Linked DNA regions of Xenopus laevis: region 2 is linked to region 1. A link is a contact called in public Hi-C data. All regions are on one chromosome and are shown on one strand. Each heading gives the region's core, a stretch centred on a gene start, on an enhancer-like site or on the middle of the called end of the contact. The rest is flanking DNA. Distances are from core to core; before and after follow the strand shown. Region 1 overlaps LOC108708478 (FERM, ARHGEF and pleckstrin domain-containing protein 1-like). Region 2 holds the start of LOC108708478 (FERM, ARHGEF and pleckstrin domain-containing protein 1-like).

The links. A called contact is a pair of places that touch in the nucleus more often than the background predicts.
Region 2: a contact with region 1 is called in a Hi-C map of the XTC cell line, with 4 times the contacts expected there. The contact joins the promoter of LOC108708478 here to the enhancer-like site in region 1. A contact is called at or near these places in 3 of 4 Hi-C or Micro-C datasets (the XL177 cell line, the XTC cell line and animal cap).

Annotation. Positions count from the first base shown.
Region 1 is chr2L:126,387,066-126,392,990 of Xenopus_laevis_v10.1, reverse strand. LOC108708478 (FERM, ARHGEF and pleckstrin domain-containing protein 1-like) reads left to right here. Exons shown (of 28, transcript XM_041582412.1): 22 at 663-752; 23 at 4,129-4,211; 24 at 5,272-5,384; 25 at 5,779-5,925. Among protein-coding and RNA genes, the nearest start is that of stk24.L, 44 kb to the right of the region's middle. Within about 2 kb of position 2,805, at least 1 of the 7 cell types and tissues checked has an H3K27ac peak or open chromatin away from gene starts, as enhancers often do.
Region 2 is chr2L:126,490,493-126,496,417 of Xenopus_laevis_v10.1, reverse strand. LOC108708478 (FERM, ARHGEF and pleckstrin domain-containing protein 1-like) reads left to right here and starts at 2,657. Exons shown (of 28, transcript XM_041582412.1): 1 at 2,657-3,021.

The DNA of each region.
Region 1 (5,925 bases), core at 1,556-4,055:
ACCATATATACAGGTTTCCAGCAGCTGAGCACATGGTATTTTGTACAGTCATGAACATATCCTAACCTGTTACAAAAGTAATGTGAGAGGCTATATATATATATATATATATATATATATATATATATATATCAACGCATATGGAGCAGCTGCCTTGGTTCTAGTCAAACTCCGTGTACATACATTATCAAAAAACCGCACTCCAAGGACTTGATTAGGTGAATCTAGAGAAATAAATCACTTTATTTTTTTCACCTGGTTTTCTGGTAATGTATATGTGTGTGTATATATATATATATATATATACACACACATGGAAAGCCCTGTTTATCTCATGAAATTACAAAAAACACAGATTTTTTTATGATTAAAACAATAAGGAAAGTATGTTCTGTGCATGCCCTACTCATTGCACTCATGTTGAAAAGGGCATGTACAATCCCCTTAAAGACTCAGGAATCCAATGGGCTGTAACATTGGTCCTACTACAAACTGCTTCAGGAATTTGTATCTAGTTGTATTGTGTGTGCGCAGTTATTTCACAAGAGAATAGAATACTCTTAGTTTAGTTTACAGGTCATGCAGATTAAGCCAGGACAAACACTTAAAATGGACTAACCAGTAAATAAATATGTTTATGCAATGAATATTTTCTCTTCTAGTTCAACGACGTTATGATATACACAAGCAGAGGGCTGACTTCAACAAATCAGTTTAAAGTTCACGGGCAGCTTCCTCTCTTTAATATGACTGTGAGTATTTACGGTTTCTAGACTCATCTCTGTAACTGTTTTATTTTTTATTCAATGAAATCTAAATGAAATGTAATGTGTTATTGTAAGACAGCGGTCCCCAATCAGTGGTTTCCTAGCAACACGTTTCACCCAGTGGCCTTTAAGCAGGTGCTTATTATTTGTTTCTAGACTTGGAGACAAGTTTTGGTTGCATAAAAATCGTGTACTGCCAAACAGAGTCTCCTGTAGGCTGCCAGTCCACCTAGGGACTACCAAATGGCCAATCACAGCACTTACTGGCTCCACCTAGGAACATGTTTCATGCTTGTATTTCTCCTCATGTGGCTCTTGGGTAAAAAAGTTTGGGGTCCCCCAGTTGTAAGGTAACGGCACAGTTTATATTGCTTCAACAAATCCTATAAATATATATATATATATATATATTTCTCAATTGGGCAGCTTAAAGAGGTTGTTCACCTTCCAAACACTTTTTACAGTTCAATTGTTTTCAGATTGTTCACCAGAAAAATAAGACTTTCAGTTACTTTCCATTTTTTATTTTTTACCGTTTTTTCAAAACCTAAGTTTAAAGTTTAATGTTCCTGTTTCTGGTGTTTGAGTCTGGCAGCTCAGTAATTCAGGTGCAGACTCTTAGCGAGCTAGCACACGGGCAGATTCGGGGAAATTTAGTCGCCTGTTGACTAATCACCTCTTCTGTGGGGCGACAATCTCCCCGAACTGCCTTCCACCTGCTATAATGAGAAAACACCAGCGCCAATGCACTCACAGCACTTCGATTTGCCAGGCGACTAAATCTCCCCGATTGTGCCTGTGTGCTAGCTCCCTATACAGTTAAATTTTGCAATATTTAGTTGATACATTTCTCTGCAGCATCTCTGGACTATTAGCAACAATTGTATCAATTCCAACAGCTGCCTGTAATGAAACCCAGAGATTCTGCTCAGCAGAAAAAAAGATAAGATATGTATCAACTAAATGTTTAAATCTAGAACAGGTTACAGGGTCGGTGACCCCCTCTCCCAGAGCTGCTTTAGAAGCTGAAAAATTACACTTTACACTTCAATATTAGAAAAAGCGTCACACATAGAAAATAGAAAGTCATTGGAAAGAGTTGTTATTTCTGGTGAACTATCTGAAAACAGCTAGGTGTTTGAAGGTGAACAACCACTTTAAGCATAAATACTTCACATTTACATTTAACACTCATCTTGGGGCATTTGGCACAAGTGTTCCATCATCACGTTATTATTTTAACTGTAACATGTGACTGTAATACAGGTATATATCTGTAATTCAGGATGTTCAGCACCAGAGGTTTTCTGGATAAGGGGATCTTTCCAAACAGCAGACTATCCTTATATTGCATATGTGATCCATTCCAAAGAAAATATACTGAAAACAGGAACACAGAAAACAGCAATTGAATTTATTTGTATTTACGTTGAAGCAAGTATAACAAGGAATATAGATATATAGTCACAGAATAGTAATGAAGGGGATTTCCTGTTTAATGCAGACGTCAAACGCCCATTGTTTGTTTCTTCTTTATGTGTTATGTGCATTAAATTCAGGAAGGAGACTGATTTTGAAGGGATAAAAAAAAACACTACTTCCCTATTCTGTATAACAGCTGTGTGAATTCTCTCCCCAAAATGCTGCTTCTCATATGGGACCCAGTGCACCCAAAAATGGAGGTGCAGTTTTATAGTATAGTGTATTTATTCTACCATATAAAAAAAAACAAAAAAAACAAAAGAAAAGAATTATGTTAACTTATAAGAGGCAACAATCCTCCAGTATTCACAAACTATATGATATGATATATATGTAATGAATCCTACTGGCTCCTGGCATATGGCAGAGCTCACTGGATTAGCAGCTGCAGACTGAATAAAGATGAATCACATACTCAAATTTACAATGTTTGCATGCAAAATGTTGTGCTTCTTTGTAATTATACAAAGAAAGGATCTTTTTACCACAGGCAGGGCATAATCAATACACGCACAGTAGCACATGATCACCTAGTGGTAACAAACTAGAATACAGCAGCTAATGAGAATGCCTCTGCACAGCTTAGAAAGATGGGAGCACTGCGTATACTGAATTTGTGATTTGTGATCCTGAAAGAATTAGGGATGCGCCGAATCCAGGATTTGGTTCGGGTTTTGGCCTTTTTCAGCAGGATTCGGCCGAATCCAAATTTGCAAATTAGGGGCAGGAGGGAAATTGCGTGACTTTTTGTCATAAAACAAGGAAGTAAAAAATGTTTTCCCTTTCCCACCCCTAATTTGCATATACAAATTTGGATTCGTTTTGTTATTCGGCCGAATCTTTCACGAAGGATTTGGGGGTTCGGGCGAATCCAAAAAAGTGGATTCGGTGCATCTCTAAAAAGAATAAATGCAGATACAATTTTCTTTTATTAGTTTTATTCCTATTTACATTTATTATGGCTCATCCCCACTTCAGAAAATGTGGTATCATTATTATTATTTGAATTTACTTTTAAGACTTGCTTAGCCGAACCTGTACATTTAGGGCTATTCCACACGGGGAGATAGCGACGCGTTTGCGGTCGCGGCGACAAAGCGCCGCGACAGTCGCCGCGACCGGCGCAGGCGACAGTTTTGTATGGGCGCCTATGTAAAAACGCCTGTGCTAACCACACGAGGCGATGCGCTTTTCAACAGTCGCCTGAAAATGCCTCGCCAGGCTTTTTCAGGCGACTGTTGAAAAGCGCATCGCCTCGTGTGGTTAGCACAGGCGTTTTTACATAGGCGCCCATACAAAACTGTCGCCTGCGCCGGCCGCGACCGCAAACGCGTCGCTATCTCCCCGTGTGGACTAGCCCTTATAGAGAAAATACCGTTACACTGTTGTTTATTTACAGTGATATCTCCTGACTAGACACTCGGAAATGTTTGTAAATGAATCAGTCAAGAGTTCTGATTTTTATTTTCCACTTTGACTTTCAGTGAAGCAGCTTTTGAATTGTCAGTTCTGCTTTCACGTGATGATAATGGGGAAGTCTTGTTCTTGTTGGAAAGTGGCAGCCTATTCTAATAGGGAAATGTTTCTAGTTTACTGTTGCAGATCTCCTGTAATGTCATATGTGCAGTTTGAATCACACTGAGCCCCTTCTGACCTGGAGGCATGCTGATAAATGGGATTGACCTTGTACTACAGGGCGCACTACATATTTATTTACGGATCTGTTTTTTAGGAAGGATATAAAGAGCTGACGCACAATCTAACCTCACATACTATGCCAGTGTATAGAGTAAGCACCCTGAGCAATGCCTCCGCCACCCACTAGTTATATGTTGGCCTGTTATTGAAGTGTTTGTGTGCTTGTCCCTCTGTCTTTCAGATAGAAGAAAGTGAAGATGAATGGGGAGTACCTCACTGCCTTACATTACGGAGTCAGAATCAATCGATCATTGTTGCAGCCAGGTAAATTGCTGCTCTGTACTTTCTTTATTATTGTGTATTTAGAAGGGAAAGATGCCAGACGATCCTGACGGTGATCATTGTTAGTGGTGATTAAACCAGTGCACAGGCTATTTAATCTGGGATAGAGACTAAGGGCCAGGAAATCCAAGAAACATTAACACATATGTATAAAGAAAGCACATATTCTGCAGTAATATAAAGTGTCTGGATGTTTGGCTTGATAGCAGCAACACCGAGCAGAACTACTCATGGCCAGAAAGTCATCCATGTATTCCTGAAGTGAACTTTATTCATTCTCAAAGTTGAAGAACTTTCTTACAAATAACTTTGCTTAATACCAAACGCAAATCTGAGCCGTGGAATTTAGTCTTGTTGCAGTTTTGACTTTGTATTATGCATTCATAGTGCCATATTTGAATTCTCTTTACACATAAGGGGTTGTGTAATAAAAGGCACTAAGTTTGCCCAGGAGCAGTAGCTGATAGCAACCAATCAGCAGGTAGCATTTACTGGTCAACTGTTTAAAATAGGGATGAATCGAATCCAGGATTCTGCCTTTTTCTGCAGGATTCGGATTCGGCCGAATACTTGTGCCTGGATGAACCAAATCCTAATTTGCATATGTAAATTAGGGGTGGGTAGGGAAATCACGTGACTTTTTGTCACAAAAAAGTTTTTTTTTCCCACTTTTTCCTTTTCTGCCCCTAATTTGCATAGGATTTGGTTCAGTATTTGGTCGAATCTTTCACCAAGGATTCGTGGATTCAGCCGAATCCCAAATAGTGGATTTAGTGCATCCTTAGTGTAAAAGCAAAACGTCTTATTGGTTGCTAAGTTTACTGCTCCTAGGGAAGTTTAGTGACTTATATTCCATATGGGGGTTAATGCCTAACATGGCGCTATATCTGCTGTATAGGCCTGAAGTCAGTAGGGCTGAGTCTGCCATTAAAATGGTGTAAAATACTGTTTGAAGCACACCAGCACTCAACCCTGGTTTTTATGGGTTTTTTATTACTTATTACACAACTTTATAAATACATCCATTAATGTTTTTACCTAGTACTCGTCCTGAAGTGGAAAAGTGGAGTGAGGATATTCAGATGGCCATTGATCTGGCTGAGAATAGCAGCGGCCCTGTACCTGAGCTCTTGGCCAGTAGCCCTCCTGATGGCAGTAAGTAAACAAAGCGCAGGTCAAACATGGCTGCACTGGCCTTAGGGATTATAGGGCCTATTAGCGAGAAATAATTAAAACTTAAATTAAAGATCATTTACGTTTATAAATGCCAGTCCAAATGAATTGAAACTTAAAGATCATTTACATTTATAAAAGCCAGTGCTTATTATTCACTCCTTCAATACATACAGTACATTCCAGTGACACTCAGATTGCTTCCCGCTCTATATGATGCATTTCTGTGCTGAAATGGAACAAAAATATTTCACAGCACTTTCCCTAACTATGCCTTAACTACAACTGTGAGAAATTGTAACTCAGAAATGTATTTACTGAGTATTACCATACAGAATGATACTAGTATTGAACCTGTGCATTGATTGTGTGACAGAGACACCAGAGGAAGGCTCTACAGACCAGGAGTCGGAGGATGATTTAAGCGCATCTCGCACATCTTTGGAAAGGCAATCGCCCCATCGTGGGAACACCACTGTCCATGTTTGCTGGCACAGAAACACTAGCGTCTCCATGATTGATT
Region 2 (5,925 bases), core at 1,408-3,907, 100 kb before region 1:
TGGGGTTACACAAGCAAGAAAAAAAGTTCCTGGGGTGACAAAAGGGTTTGATTGGTTGTTGGTAGCCCCAAAGTGGACTGGTAGCCTATGGGTGGCTCCATTTAGTAGTACACCTAATTTTAATGCAACAAAATCATGCCTACAAGCCAGTAGCTGAAAAATAAGCACCTGCTTTGAGGCCACTGGAAACAACATCCAATCGGTTGGTAAGCAACATGTTGCTATGTAGCCATTGGTTGGGGATCACTGCTCTACAGTATCCAAAGTCTAAAACTACTAACCTTGCACCTTGGGGTACTGTTCAGGTGCAAATGTATGCAGCTTAAGCAGTGACAAGCTTCAGATGCTAAATCCTCCCATACATGTATTACAACTACAATTGTAAAAAATGCCAGCATGTGTTTGCATTCTCTTACATAGTTGCATAGTAAGTTAGGTTGAAAAAAGACGCACGTCCCTCAAGTTCAAACTTTTAAGTCTGTATATAACCTGCCTGACTGTTAGTTGATTCAGAGGAAGGCTAAAAACTTAATTTCAAGCCTCTCCAATTTGCATCAGAGGAGGAAAAAATTCCTTCCTAATTCCAAAATGGCAATCGGACTAGTCCCTGGATCAACTTGTATTATGAGCTATCTTCCATAACCCTGTATTCCCTCACTTGCTAAAAAGCCATTCAAACCCTTTTTAAAGTTATCTACTGTATGAGCCAGTACAACTGATTCAGGGAGAGAATTCCACATCTTCACAGCTCTCACTGTAAAAAACCCTTTCCAAATATATTGGCGGAACCTCCTTTCTTATCGGAATGGGTGCCCCCTTGTCAGCTGGAAGGACATACTGGTAAATAAAGCATTAGAGAGATTATTATATGATCCCCTTATACATTTATAAATAGTTATCGTATCTCCCCTTAAGCGCCTCTTCTCCAGCATGAACATCTCCAATTTGGCCAGTCTTTCCTCATAGCTAAGATTTTCCATACTTTTTACCAGCTTGGTTGCCCTTCTCTGTACCCTCTCTAATACAATAATGTCCTGTTTGAGCACTGGAGACCAGGCCCGGACTGGCCATCTGTTGGTTTTGGCAAATGCCAGAGGGGCTGCTATAAAGTGCCATAGAAAGTCAGTATTTAGTGGGCTGGTGGGGTCTGTTTGGGCCTCTGTGTAGGCTGATTGGGCCTCTTTGTACCTGAAATGCCAGGGCCTATTTTGACTCTCAGTCTGGCTCTGCTGGAGACCAAAACTGTACAGCATATTCTAGATGGGACCTTACCAGTGCTCTATACAGTGGAAGAATGACCCCCTCCTCCCGTGACTCTATGCCCCTTTTAATACAGCTCAAGACCTTATTTACCCTTGATGCTGCTGACTGGCATTGCTTGCTACAGCCAAGTTTATCATCTACAAGGACTCCAAGGTCCTTTTCCATAATGGATTTGCCTAGTGCAGTCCCATTAAGGGTATAAGTGGCTTGGATATTTTTAAATCCCAGGTGCATGACTTTACATTTATCAACATTGAATCTCATTTGCCACTTAGCTGCCCAGATTGCCAAGATCCTGTTGCAAGGATGTCACATCCTGGATAGTTTTGTGTCAACTGCAAACACTGATACATTACTTACAATAACCTCCACGAAGTCATTAAGGAACAAGTTAAATAAAAGTGGACCCAATACTGAGCCCTGGGGGACCCCACTAAGAACCTTACTCCAAGTAGAGAATGTCCCATTAACAACCACCCTCTGTACCTGATCCTGTAGCCAGTTTCCTATCCATGTGCAAACGACTTCATTAAGCCCAACAGACCTTAGTTCAGAAAGCAGTTGTTTGTGGGGCACAGTATCAAACGCTTTGGCAAAATCCACATAGATCACATCTACTGCCCCCACTGTCCAGCATCTTACTTACCTCATCATAAAAAGCAATCAAATTTGTCTGACATGACCTATCCTTCATAAAGCCATGCTGATTGCTGCTCATAATGCCATTCACTAGGACATAATTTTGAATGTGATCCCATAACAAGCCTTTAAATAAATTGCCCACCATGGATGTCAAGCTTACTGGCCTATAATTGCCAGGCTGAGATCATAATCCATTTTTAAATATTGGAATGACATCAGCTCTTTCCATAGTATCAGTCTAATGCCAAAGTTCTCTGCTCTGCACCCATTTCTAAACCAGAGCAAACCTTTCAGAGGCTGCAAAGTCTTCAATTGTAGGTGCCCAAACACTACAAACCCTTGGTTTAGGTAATAAATAATACTAAGATTGCCCCAGTGACCCATAGCATCCAATCAGAAGCTAGCATTACAGGTCACCTGTTTAAAAGCAATCTTATTGCTGGTTGCCATGGTTACTGCATCTGGGCAAACATAATGCCTTGTATGATATGGGGGAGTAGAGCTTAAGCCAGTGACACTATTAGAAAAGCGACCAGTGTATATGTGTGAATGAGATAAATAATATTGCTATATTAATACAAAGAAATTGCCCTCAGCACGTGTTCGCTGCCAATACAAAGAATATGGAGCTGTATTGCGGCCAGTGCTTATTATCATAGTGACTGGATTGGGAAGCGCCAAGCAGGCAGTAAGAAAGAATGAGCACAGGGGGGAGCTCGGTCCCTTCCATCCGCTGCTTGTGGGTCTCTCCTCCCAGGGGCCATGAGGGGAGGGGGCGGCCAGTTCGGAGTGGCTGTGAGAGGACAGGAGGAGGGGAAATCGGCTTGTGCTGTGGCCCGGCTCATCTTCCCGCTCCCTTGTCAGAAGGAGGTAGTAAGGCTACACCCCTCCTCCTCCTCCAGCCATTCCAGGCTCCTGTGAATCCTGTTTGCAAATAGGCTGTGCCATTCCGACAATGGCGACCCTGCAACAGATGCCCTTTCACTCTACTGCCTGCCCTCATATCTTCTAATGGCAGTGCGGCCGCAGCATCGCTAGTGCAGAAGAAGCAGCCGAGGACCGAGCTAAAGTGCACAAGGACACAGTCAATTGCCGAGCCGGGGATTTTATACTGAGGTAAGGGAGGGAAACACACAAAGGGAACCGGCCGGCTCCTGCGTGACTGTTCTGCTGCTGCCAGGCTCCTGGGACATGAACGTACCCGCTCGGGAGCTAAGCTGCTTGTGAGACTGGGCAGAGGTGTGACAGGACGCCAGGCAAGGGGATGTAGGAACAAGGGATCCGAAGGGGGAGGGGCAGATCCGGGCTGGGGGGAGTGGAAAGGTGGCATGTCACATCTATAGCAAAGGGACAACAAAGAGTGAAGGTGAGGCAAGAGAAACACTGCATGTTCAGCTTAGGTGCTTACCTTTTTAGCTAATGGGGTCTCATTTACATCTCTTTGCTGCTTGAGATCACGGGACTGTAACCAATAGCAACCAGACATTCTGTTATTTGAACTCAGCTGTGTCAATCCTATGTCTCTTCTAATGTCTCAATTGTGACTGTAGTCATACTGTGAAAAATATCATTATAAACCTGAGAAAAGCTACCAGAATATTTAAAAGCCACACTGTGATATATAGTGTGTGTGTGGCATAAAATAGGTTCAGCCATTGCCAAATGACAACTATTCAAATGCTAGTTCCATCCACACTCCTCCAAACACTATTCAGGTACAGTCCTGTGTATTCCAAATCTAGTTTTATATTTACAGAAATGTCCCAGTGACTTGCATGGGTGGAGGAATGTGCAGGGACACAAGCATGTCATAATGTTGCCATATCAAAACCAAAGAAAAATGACATGTAAACGTAAGCTGAAGTGAAGTCAGTCATTTTCCTACTTCTCTACTGGGTGTTTCTTCTCCTATCTAAATAGTAAACTAGTGGAAATTTTCCAGCCCCAATGATGTGTATATGTAATTAGTGATAAATGCATACATGGAGAATGAATATTGAAACAATTGTTAAACTGAAACTCCCAGCACCCAACCAACCGGAGGGCCTCAGGTTGGAACTTCATGGTTAATAAGGTTAAATGCCAAGAAAGTCTTCCAAGTCATTCTGAGCTCTGCTCTTCTGTTCAAAGGTAATTGAGAAAATCCACGTGAGGATTGTGGCTTTGTAATCCTATTATTCTTTGTGCGTGCCCACGTTACTGTACTGTTGTATTAACATTGCCTCATAAAAGCACCTCCGGAAAAAATCTTTCCCTATTGCTGAGAAATGTATCTAGCCACTATAGGAATGTCATTTAGGCTTTGACAAGTGAACAAGATGATTTGCATCTGCCGGGGTCGTGACTTTGATTTCATGCATTTGATAGCTACATAATATGCACCATCATGATACATGTTCATTATTTACAGTATACATTTACAGTTAATGTATAAATTAGCAAATTATACAGACAGTAAAAATTAAGTGAAATTTGAGATATATATCTAGCGTAGGGCTGCTTTAATGACTGGGAAAGACTGCAGTTATTGAGGGATACATATATTGCTATCACTAAGTAATATCATATATATGCAGATGACAGCCAAATAAATCTAGACATCCCATCATTAACTTCTGACACACACACACCCAGATTAAAAACGACCCCCTAGCCATTTCTTTTTGGATGAACAAACACCACCTCAAATTGAACTTGTCCGTGATAAAACAGAACTCAGTCTTCCCACCCAAACCTGGCCTTTTACCCTCTTTTACAATTACTGTTGATGGCATGACCATTTATCCTGTTTATTTGGTACACTGCTTGGGGGTTAATTTAGGCCAGTCCCTTTCTTTCTCTAACCATATTATTGGCACTGCCTAAACCTGCTGCTTTCTCCTAGGAAATATTGCCAAGGTATGTTTCTGTCTTTCACAAGAAACAGCTAAATCTATGCCCTTATCCTATCTTATTTAGATTACTGCAATCCCCACTAAAGCTGGCTATAGATGTAAAGATTTTGAAAAGAACTTTTCATTATCGTGAGACCATGATTATCCTGAAACAATCGTTTAAATGTATGATTTGTCCATCAACTAAAAAGACCATTTCAAGTGATAGTGCCAGGAAAACTGAGGATAGCTGCCTGCTTGGCCCTGCAAACATAGATGGATTGCACAGGGAGCGATAATTTTTATTTTAACCTGGACGATCGTAAAATGCACGATCGTTCGATTCCCACTAACCTCATAATAATTTGACGGATTGGTCGGATTGCACTGAAATCGATCGTTCACCGACGAAAGATCTTTGCGTCTATGGGGACCTTAACAGTCTCCCAGACTCCCAACTCTCTCCCGGTCCCTCTCTCTAAGACTATACCCAGAATAGCTCTTTCAGAAAATAACATTGGTTTAGGACAAAGGCAGGTTTAACACAAGTTACATTAAGGTGCCAAGGAGACATAACTTGCTACATTATTGTTTGTGAGTAATCTCTCATCAAATCCATGAAATGTATTCCATAAAAATGTCTTCCTCACTGTATCAATTATTAACATTGTTATGTTATTTAAAGGCATCACAAGCAATCACGGTTCACTTTAACCTATTAGACACCTCAGTATCGGGCTTGTACGTAGTGCAGACCGTGCAGAACATCCTCTTCACTAATGTCTGCAACATGTTTTCTGTGGGAACACCCCTCTGTAGTTCACTAGCATGGGCCATTCACCATGGATCGGTTCATCATTTAAAATACCTTTGGTAGCTTCTCACTTCAGCAGCTGTTCATCAGCTGCTCCTGCTTTTGCACTCCACTTTGGTGTATTTCATTGACCCGAGTCCTCCTACCCAGACTGCCCCTATCTGCTCTTAGTAATCTCTTAGTGATCTTGCTGCAATTTATTCAGATATGAACGGCACCTGTTATTCTTATATCCCGTGTGCAGCACTAAAGGGAGCCATATTCCCAGTGCTATTTGGGGTTCTTCCCAATGACTGAAGTTTTAATTGCTTTATGGCAACTTCACCATCCATC